Regions from separate parts of the Urocitellus parryii genome. Here region 1 is linked to region 2. A link is a contact called in public Hi-C data. All regions are on one chromosome and are shown on one strand. Each heading gives the region's core, a stretch centred on a gene start, on an enhancer-like site or on the middle of the called end of the contact. The rest is flanking DNA. Distances are from core to core; before and after follow the strand shown. Region 1 holds the start of Znf879 (zinc finger protein 879). Region 2 holds the start of LOC113200745 (zinc finger protein 354B).

Region 1 (5,553 bases), core at 2,352-4,851, 130 kb after region 2:
AAAGAAGTAAAAAAATCAAGAATCAATAAATGGGATGGTATCAAAGTAAAAAGCTTCCTCACAGCAAAGGAAATAATCAACAACATGAAGAGAGAGCCTACAGAATGAGAGAAAATATTTGCTACCTGTATCTCAGATAGATCATTAATCTTCAGGATATATAAAGAACTCAAAAACTTAACACCAAAAAAAACCCCCAAATAACCCACTCAATAAATGGGCTAAGAAGAAGAAGAAATATGAATGGTCAATAAATATATGAAAAACTGTACAACATCTCTAGCTATTAGAGAAATGCAAATTAAAACTACACTGAAATTCCATCTCACTCCAGTCAGAATGGCAATTACCAAGAACACAAGTAATGATAAATGTTGGTGAGGATGAGGGGGAAAAGGTATAATAATACATTGCTAGTATGACTGCAAATTGGTGCAACCCCACTGGAAAGCAGTATGGAGATTCCTCAGAAAACTTGGAATGGAACCACCATTTGACCCAGTTATCTCATTTCTTGGTATATACCCAAAGGACTTAAAAATCAGTGACCCAGCCACATCAATGTTTATAGCAGCTCTTCACAATAGCTAAGCTATCGAACCAACCTAGATGTCCTTCAACAGATAAATGAATAAAGAAAAGAGGTATAAATACACAACAGACTATTACACAACTTTAAAAAAGAATGACTTCATGATTTTTGCCAGTAAATGGATGGAACTTGAGACTATCATGCTAAGTAAGCCAATCCCCCCAAAACACAAAATTCAAATGTCCTCTCTGATATGCAGATGCTAACACACAATTAGGGAGATAGAAGAATAGAAGTTCAGTGGATTAGACATAGGGGAATGAAGGGAAGGGAACGGTGGGAATAGGAAAGACAGTAGAATGAATTGGACCTAACTTTCCTATGTTCATATATGCATACATCACTGGTGAAACTCCACATCATGTACAACCACAGGATGCGATTCCAATTAGAATAAGTTATATTCCATGTATTTATAATAGGTCAAAATACACTCTACTATTATGTGTATCTAAAAAGAACAAATACAAAATAAAAATAAAATTACATTGCTTGGGGTTCCTTTTTGTTAGGAGCCACAGCAAAAATATTGATATAGGCACCTTTGGATTTAATGACTGCCAGCCAGCAATTCACATTCATATGGTAATTGGACTCATGCTGTCTAGCTGGCCCCATTTCAGGACTCAGGGTACTCATGTCACTCTTGTATTGGGAGAGTTCCCATTGGTTGGGAAAGGATGGTAGGAGGGTGTTCCGGGGGAAGGGGAACACCCCCCCCCCTCAGGTAGGACACACACGTGGCGGACCCACCTGTTAGGGGACGCACACGGCCTCTCTCTAAATAAAACTTTGTCTCAGTTTGACTGGCTTGTGTTTTTGTGCCCAACCGGGTTGCAAGATTGCAAGCCCGCGTGCACTGACAGCTCAGCAGGGAATCGCTCAGCAGGGGTGCCGCAGGCAGTGCTCGGCAGCAGGAGCTGGACTCAGCCGGCCAGGGGCCGGGTAGTTTGGGCACCTTTTGGTTTAGGTTTTGGAGAGTTCTTTATACATTCTGGATATGAATCCTTTATCAAATATATTATTATATTTCTTCAAGGCTGTGGCTGATTGTTTTGATACTGATGGTTATCGGTGATGAGTTTTGCTTCATTAGAAAAGCACACGGAGGCAAGCATATAAAGCAGGGTTTATTTAAAAAAGGGTAACATAGCATAGACTTCTCCCAGGAGGGAGAAGGGGGCCTATCCCAAAAAGTGAGATTATTTTGCCTTTTTATATGTCCTAGGCTTTCTTTGTTCTCCTGTTCTCTTCCCCTTATCTCTCTCCTTGTGACTAGGCCCAGCAGATGCTCAGTGGGATGGCCAAAGGGTGAGAAGCAGATGGGCTTCAGGGGCCAAGGTGGAGTGATCTGGGCAAGAGGCGGGGCTCAGGAAGCATTAATTAACAACTTTTACAACTCCCTTGGACAGGTTACCTTAGCAGGTTGGAGCTGGGGCAGATTATCCTGATAAGGGTGGAGGAAGGGTTCTGAAGGCATTTCAATCCCTTAGGGACAGTTTCCAACTTCCCAGATTCACTCAAATTGGACTCTTTGATAAGACCTGACTGGATGTACCTATCTATACTGACTGCCTGTTTAATTCTGGCTTCAGTTTCACTCCCTAAAAGTATCATTGAATGAGTTGGTGTTAATTTTAATGAGTCTCAGTTATCATTTAAAAAAATTTTTTTTTTTTTTTTGGATCAGGCTTTTGCTGTTGCATTTAAGAACTCTTAATACAAAATCACAAAGATTTTTCTCATTTTTTTCTAAAAGTTTTTTTTGGTTTGAAACCAAGAATAGAACTCAGGGGCACTTAACCATTGAGTCTCATCCTCAGCCCTTTTAATATTTTATTTAAAGACAGGGTTTTACCAAGTTGCTAAAATGCTGAGGCTGTCTTTGAATTCAGATCCTCCTACCTTAGCCTCCCTAGCCACTGGGATTACAGGCCTGCGCTGCCCTGCTCAGATGCTTTTTATTGCCTTATCCCAATGGTTACATCAAAAGAATGCGGAATGGAAGTGGTAAAAGTAGACATTCTTTCCTTGTTCCTGATTTGAGAGGGAAAGCAATCATTCTTATTCATTAAATATGTGTATGTATTTATGTGATATCTATATATCTAAAATTTAACCTTTTTTATTAAAAAAAAAAAAGGTGGAGTTGGGAGTGGTGGTGCATGCCTTATAAGCCCACTTACTTGGCAGGCTGAGGCAGGAGAATCACTAGTTCAAGGCCAGCGTCAACAAGTTAGCGTGACCCTGTCTCTAAAGAAAAAGGAAGGAAAAAAAAAAAAAAAAAAGGCATGGAGATGTAGCTCAGCAGTAGAGCCACCATTGGTTCCATTTCCAGTACTGGGGCGGGATGGGGGATAGAAAATTGACTTTAACAGCCCTCTTATCTCCTAAGGATAATCAGCAGTAACTTCCACATTTTCTTTCTTTAATATTATTGTCATTATAATTACGAATACATTGAGTGCATAAAGGAAGTGAGGTGGTCTAAATGAAAGACAAGGCTTCAGCCTTCTGTGACCCCAGCCAGGTCGCTTTCACTAGCACGGATTCCATTGTTTCCTTCTCAGACACCGTAGAAAAGGTGTGTCGCGCAGACCTTCTGGGAAATGTAGTCTGAAAGGAAAAACGCTGCTGTTCAGAAAGGGAAACCCGTTGGCTCTCCCTTGCGCATGCGCAGTGGTACTGGTGGTTTGGCGGTGGCGGGGAGAAATGTCGCTGTGTTAGGTGTTCTCGCTTCCAGTTCGGTGTGCAGCTTGGCGTCCCCACCCAGGTGGACTAAGGTACAAGCTGCCAGCGAGGGCGGGCCCAGGGCGCAGGGCTTCCTTGGTGCGGCTAGGACAGAGGGCCGGTCGCGGATGAATCCTACGCGTCCCAATTGCGGCCTCGGCAGGTGAACCGGACTCGGGCAGGGGGCGTTGCCTGGGAAGGTCCTCCCGGGGAGGCCGGAAGACTGCGTGACACCACTTAACCTCCGGGCCATTCTCAGGCCATTCTCAGGCCATTCTCCTGGACAAGTGGTCCCCAGAAAAGAGACTTTAGAGAACTGTGTCCTTCCTATGCAGGGTTGGTGAGTCCCCTGGCGGTTTTCAGCAGTCAGCGATTGTTGATTTAACATCTCCCCCCCCCCCCATCCTCCAGAGTTTAAACTTCGTTTTTGTCAGTCTTACTCGTTTGGCAGTATTTTTCTACAGTGACTCCTAGAGTGATTTAACTATTTTTTTTAAAGTACATTTTTTAAAGTTAATTTTGTCCATTTGCTAAGTTACTTCCTTTTTCCTCTACATTTTAAATTTGATTTTTGGGGGTCAGGATTGTGGGGGTGGAACCCAGGGCTTCACACATAATGCACTGTATCATTGAGTTATATACCCCCATCCCCTTTTCTCTACAGTTTAAATTCATTTCTAGCCGGTGATGTACCCCTTGAGCCCTTGTGTGCATTGAGGGATGAGGATGGGTGGATCAATTCAGTGAAGAGGAAAATCATTTCTAAACTCTATTGATGTAGTAGTTATTGCACTATTTTAAAATAGCATGCTTTTAATTCTTAGAATGTATCCATCATAAAAGGTCAGTTCTAATGTCTTTTGCATTTAGGCAACTTGGTAACTCTTTTTGATAAAAGAAGTAGAATTTCTAAAAGGAAAATAAGAGAGGACTAATTTTTAGTTGATTGTTTCTGAAAACGGTATCCATTCTTCCGATGCTATTTTTCACCTCAAGTAATATCCAAATGCCAATGTGTGAAATGTTAATGTCTTTTCACTCTAACACCTGTGAGCCATGTGTCACTGTGCCCTTTACTTTGTTATTGAATATCATATGGTTTTAATCCATTAGCTTGTTTCATCTTTATTCACAATGACTGGCAGAAAGGCCCAGTAACTGGGAGTATGCTTTTTGCCCACTTTTGGCTTTGGTGGCCATGCTCAGGGCCCTTTTGGCTTGGATCTGCTGATACCATTAAGCCATTAAGGCTGGAAGTTCTGTTCTGGTGGAGGTTTCTAATCTGGTCTGTCTTAATGAGGGCAGAGTGCATGCAGGGTGAATAGTCCTCACAGCTTCTTTCTCTGTTTCAGGTGCCTTCCCCAGCAGGGAGGGAGAAATGGCCAGGAGTTTGCTGCCAGCACAGATTCAGGTGAGTGAAGGAGGCTTCTTTCTTGAACTGCCTTAAGGATTTATAGATAGCCAAGTTGTTTCATTCATTGTTGAGTTTCTCTAGACAGTAGAGCCCCTGGAGGGACCAGAGGGTATGGTAGGTTAGGTGCTAGAAAGAAAGGTTTTTCCTTTGTTTCAGGCCAGTCTGATGGTGCAGTCTCCAGTTAACAGCTAAGTACTTATTGACTAGAAATTCAATGGGAGTCCATCCCATGCCATTGCCACAGCCAGAGCTTTGTGAGAGATCCAGGTTTGATGGAGCATAAACACATTGCTGTGTCAAATAATTCCTTACTAAGGATTCAAAGAGGAGAGTCATGGTCTTTGCCCTTAAGGAACCTAAGACAACCAACGTATAAGAGTACAGTGGACCCTCCATATTTGTGGGTTCTACATATAGGGACTCAACCAATCACAGATCAAAAATATTTGGGGGAAAAAAAAAGTGTGCTTGTATTGAACTTGGCCAGACTTTATTCTTGTCATTCCGTAAACAATACATTATAATAACGATTTACATTGTATTAGGCATTATAAGTAATTGAGATATGATTTTAAGTATATTGGAGGATGTTTATAGGTTATATACTATACCATTTTACATAAGGGCCACTTTATATAAAGAGCCTAAGTGTCCTCAGATATTGGTATCTGCAGGAGTCTTGGATACCAAGAAACTACTGTACGTAATAAGAGTCCAGGTGACTCCTAGAAAGATTGAAGAAAGAAACCTCCTTGTTAGCAGGTGTAGCCAGGGCAGCTTCCTAGCATTGGGCAAGACCAGGCTTGTATAGTTGGTG
Region 2 (5,172 bases), core at 594-3,093:
TCCTGTGTCACCACTTATATTCAACATTCAATACAAACTATACAATAAGGCAAAGAAATATATAAAATCCAGGATTGGAAAGGAAGAAACAAATTATCATTATTCACAGACAATATCAACAAATAGATATGATAATACAGTTTAATAATGATACTGATTAGATAGAATATTAAATGCCAATTTCGTATCCAAAGGTCAATTGCATTTCTGTATGCTAACAGAATTCACTAAGAAAAAGAGACTATTTACAGAACAACAAAACCATAAGGATGTAAAACCAATTCTTATTTTTTAAATGTTAAAATTGTAACACTTAATGGTACATGATCACAAAAGATTCCATCAATGGAGACATGTGTGCATTTGTTCACATAGAGGAAGACCTGATGTTACAAATATCCAATCTCACTAGTTCTGTTTTTAAAACTATAATGCTACCATTGCTGAAAGCTCAGTCCTTGTCCCCAAAGCCAATCCAATAAAGAGGACATAGTTTTGAGAAAAAGGAAAAAAATGTTTATTGCTTTGATAGCAAAGGAGAAACTCAGGGAACTGCTGTCCCAGAGGCTGTGATTCTACCCATCAATAGGAACAGGGGCCTTTTAAAGAGATGATACATTGGCTACATTCCACGTGTTCTCTGTTGGAGTTATAATTCAATTGTTAACTTGGGAAATAGTCATTTCTGAGCTCCATCCCCAGAGTCTGGATTACTTCACTTTCAGGTGGGTGAGTGTTCAAGGACAGATATTCCTGTCTAGGATGGGGAAGAAAGGTAATCCTTTTTCCCCTGAGATGGGGGAGAGGGAGACATTAGGTAGGAGGAAGAGAAAGAAACATGTCCATTTTAAAAATCAGTTGCAGTGGAAGAGCAGCAATATTCAAAGCACAAGGTGGTCCACTGTTGCAAATAGAAGAGGCAAAAATAACCATTCTTATTTTGTTCCTGATTTTAGGAGAAAGCCTTCGTTTTTTTATCACTGAATGTGATGTTAACTGTGTGTCTTTCATATGCGGCATTTATTATGTTAAAAAAGGTTCATCGTTTGGTTTTTTGATCATGAAAAGGTGTTGGATTTCGACAACTGATTTTACTACATTAGTTGAAATGATGATGTAGGGACTTTTCCCCTTTATTCTATTAATGTGGTATATTACATTGATTTCCCAATGTTGAACCATTCTTCATTCTGGAAAGAAGTCTCACAGATTAAGGTGTTTAACCTGTTTTAAATGCTGAATTGAGTTTGCAGCTATCTTGTTGATTTTTGCATTTAAATTGATAAGGGATATTGGCCTGTTCTTCGTTTGCTTTTTCCCCATAACATTTTTACCTCTTAAATGCTATATAATTGTGTTCATGGCTTATTGTCTGCTTTCTATACCCTTAAGAAAATTCTCCAGGGCAATAAACTTCCTTTAGTTTGCTGAGTATTTTAAACCACTTCCTGTAGTGCTTGGTACATAGCAGGTGTTCTGTACTCATTCGCAGAATAACTCCTTTGGAAATGGGTCTGATTCTGACTGTTATCTAGTGTCCTCACCATCATTTAGGCAGATACATACCTACAAGATAACGCCCACAGGGAACCTGCTTCCCTTCTGGAAGAACTTTGTACCCAAGGTCCAGAAGCTCACGGAAAGTGTAAACATACCCAGAAGCGCTAGAGGGAGATCCGGTGGGGCCTGGGCACCCTACTGCAGGGCCCCTCAGCTCTAGCAATTGCAGAAAATTACACTTCCCAGAATCCTCGCGTGGACTACATTTCCCAGAAGCATTAGCGGCCGGCTCTGCCTCCCTACCCCCACCCTCGCCCCGCCCCGCCCTCCTGGACCTTCGGGGCCGCGGAGTGTCTGCCGCCGGGTAGAGCTGAGGTCGCTGGCGGCCGGGGTCTAGACGCCAGATTGCGGCCAGCGGGGCGGTTCCGGAGTATCCCGCATGCGGAGCTCAGCCTGGCGAGGCATCACCCCGGGATCCCCGAGCCTGAGGAGGTAAGCGGCAGAGGGCGGTGGGAGGCGGACCCAGGCCTCCGAGGATGCGGCGCCCGAGTGAGGGGAACAGGCCCGCAAGGTGCGTGGAGAATCCTTTGTGGGACGAGCGACACCCTGGCGCCTATTGCCTGCCTTCGCCAGCCGTCCCGTGACGTCGCCCCAGGCGCGTCAGGTGGGGCACTTGGCCCAGGTTTTCGGCAGTCCCACCTCTGGCTTCCGCAGATCCGTCCACAGCGCGTTCCCTGCCCTGGCCCGGCATTAAAGATCTGGAAATTGATTTCTTGACAGGGGACAGAAAAACTGGGGAAAGCTTGTGGAGGAAAATTGCGCAGGGGTGCAAGTGAGATTGAAGCAAATGTACAGGGCTTGGAATCTTGGTCCCATCCTCACTGGCTTGTGGGGGATTGGAGCAATTGGCCCCGCTCTGTTCTTAGTTTTCTGATCCATAAAATGGGGTGCTAGCAACGCTACCTGATGATGTGGGGCTAAATAGTGTAAAGCTAATGGTGCCTGGCACTTGGTGAGGCTCAGTGAGTCCCTGCTGTGATGGAATCCAGTCCCCTTCTCCCAGTCTTGCTTCGGGAAATTCTCAGAGCCATGAAGAGTCAAGCCCTGGACTAGGACGCCAGCCCATGTCTCTGATTCTGTCCACTCCTAGCTCCTTCTGACATTCCTCTACAGACATGTGGAGTCAGAACTGCTGGTTCTGAGGGGTGGAAAACTGAAGGTCTTCCTCATGGTATCTTTTTCTTCTTTTAGATCTCCTGGTGACTGCACCCATCCTGGAGAGAAGAGCCCAAAAAGAGGACATGGCTCCTGAGCAAAGGGAATCAAGGTCTCAGGTGAGCTCATTGCCATATCAGTTCTTAGTGGATGGATTTGTTGTTGGTGGTGGTGGTGATGGTGGTGGTGGTGGCTGGATGGTTTTATCCCTCTTAATTGAAGTTCTAAAGCAATACAACCTCACTAGGATTTGGAGCCTAAGTCCTGTGAATTTAGGGGAGCCGGTCCACCTTTACAAGTAGATTTCTGTAGGGAATACTCCCCACACATATGAACACATGTCCAGTGTTCATTTTTTAGTTGATACATTTATTCACTCATCTTAATCCATTGTGTGATCACTAATTTGACAGGTAAGATGTCACATAACTTTATATCACTAGGGACAGAATAAACATACACAACATGATAATATTCCTCTCTGGCCCTGCATCTTTCATTCATCCTTGTCTTCCTCCCTGCCCTTAACAAAATGCTTTTCTTTTTATAGTCACCCCTGAGCATCCTCATGATACCTCCTCCAGATTTCTCCAGCCCAAATTTTTTTTTATTTTTTCTCCCTCTCTATTCTAAAGATCAAGTGCTTTGCCTATATTCTTCTCCTGAAAACTAATCTCAACCTGCTATTTTCAACCCTGTGTTGGGAAAATGGGAGAGGTAACATGACCTGTCAACAAAGGATAGCCATGTTGCAGGGGACACAGGTGGAGGGATCTTTTTCTCTGAGGGCAAAGAGGAGAATCCTCAAGAAACATAAGGAGGGTTCTATGAGGTATTGGTGGTGAAGAAATAGAACTTGCGGTGGTTAGAAAGTGGGACTTTCAAGCCACACAGCCAGGTTTTAACTGTTGTTACTGTTGGTGTGCCTTGGGCAAAAATAATTCCACTTCTCAGTGCCTCAGTTTCCTCACCAGTAAAAGAAATAGCAGCATGCCTACCTCCTCAGTAGGTGAGAGGATGTCATGAGTTAGTGCATAGGAAGTGTTTAGATCTGGGGGGAGCACACAGTGACAGCTAATTGTGTGTGGTTATTGTGGTAGCTGAAAGATATAATATTAATAAAAATATTAATGTTAATAGATATATACTACATATATATTACATATAATATATATATATATATATATATATATATATATATATATATATTATACAGTGTTTCCGGGATGCAGAAAATACTGTCCTTTTTCTACTCATCTTCATCTGTCATTAACAGTTGTTATTTATTGAGTGTCCAGCATGTTGAGGAATGTGAGGAGGCTTTGAGTTTGTTCTTATTTTCACAACAGTACAGCAGTTAGTATTTCTGTTTTACGTATATATGAGGAAACCAAGGTTCAAAAAAGTCAACCCAAGTTTATGACCACAATCCATGCTTGAACTGTCCAGCTGCTCTTCTGATACATCTTTCAGAACATAGACAGACCCAGCCATGTGTTACCAGGGCACTTTAGCAATATGGGATTATCTTTGGACCCATAAGCATGGTGGGTTTTGATTTTTCAGGCAACAACCAGTACCTGCCATTGTGTGTTTGAGCTGTTCTGTTTTCTTTAAGCTTTTCCCATTCCATTCCCAGAGAGCGAGGTTGCTCTCCTTCTCAGAACCTTCTCTATCCACATGTGTCAGTGAATCCCCTACCACATCTTATTCCTGCCTGCTGCCCATGTGTCAGTACCACACTATTTGTAAAGGATCAGAGAAGGTACTGGGTTCATAGTTGGAAACTTTTGTTCGGGTCTTGCTGTTGCCACTAGAAACGCATGTGACCTGGGGTATTGGCTATCCTGAACCTTATTCTCCTTATTTCTAAAGTGCAGATTGAACTAAGAGATGGCATGTGATCCCACTACACAGCTTTTTTTTTTTTCATTGTGCAAACTATTTCATGCATTTTCCTTATCTGCTGATTGTATTATTAAATTCTTTGTGGGTGAAGATTCTTTACTGTATTCCTTCCATATACCATTAAATTATCTTTCTTATCATATACATATTGCATTCTCATCAGGAAAAGCTCAAAGAATAAATATGTGTATGAGCAGAAAAACTCTTTTTCATATGCTATAATCTCACCACACCATTCTGATACCAAGAGTATGGGAGTTTTTCTTCACTCACCAAGTAAGGAGTGCTGCAATGGTGGACCCCAACTGAGCATCCTCTAATTCAGTACAGTTTTGACATTGTCTACCTGGAGGTAATGTCAGACCCCACAAAACTTTCTCCAACTTCAGATCCCAGTTGCAAGTCTGGGTCTCCAGTACTTGACCAACTGGCTACACATTGAAGTTCCCACGACTTCCTTCCTTTGGCTTGATTAATTTGTTAGAGCAGCTCACAGAACCTAGGGAAACACATTTATTGTAAAAGGTATTTAAAAGGATTACAAATGTA

Evidence for each region. Hi-C and Micro-C count contacts between places; a contact is called where the count stands out from the background.
Region 1: a contact with region 2 is called in a Hi-C map of liver, with 5 times the contacts expected there. The contact joins the promoter of Znf879 here to the promoter of LOC113200745 in region 2. A contact is called at or near these places in 2 of 2 Hi-C or Micro-C datasets (liver and muscle).

Annotation. Positions count from the first base shown.
Region 1 is chr1:130,181,290-130,186,842 of mUroPar1.hap1, forward strand. It overlaps Znf879 (zinc finger protein 879), which reads left to right and starts at 3,602. Exons shown (of 6, transcript XM_077801459.1): 1 at 3,602-3,658; 2 at 4,675-4,733. The coding sequence starts at 3,652.
Region 2 is chr1:130,048,926-130,054,097 of mUroPar1.hap1, forward strand. It overlaps LOC113200745 (zinc finger protein 354B), which reads left to right and starts at 1,844. Exons shown (of 5, transcript XM_026414285.2): 1 at 1,844-1,992; 2 at 2,752-2,834. The coding sequence starts at 2,802.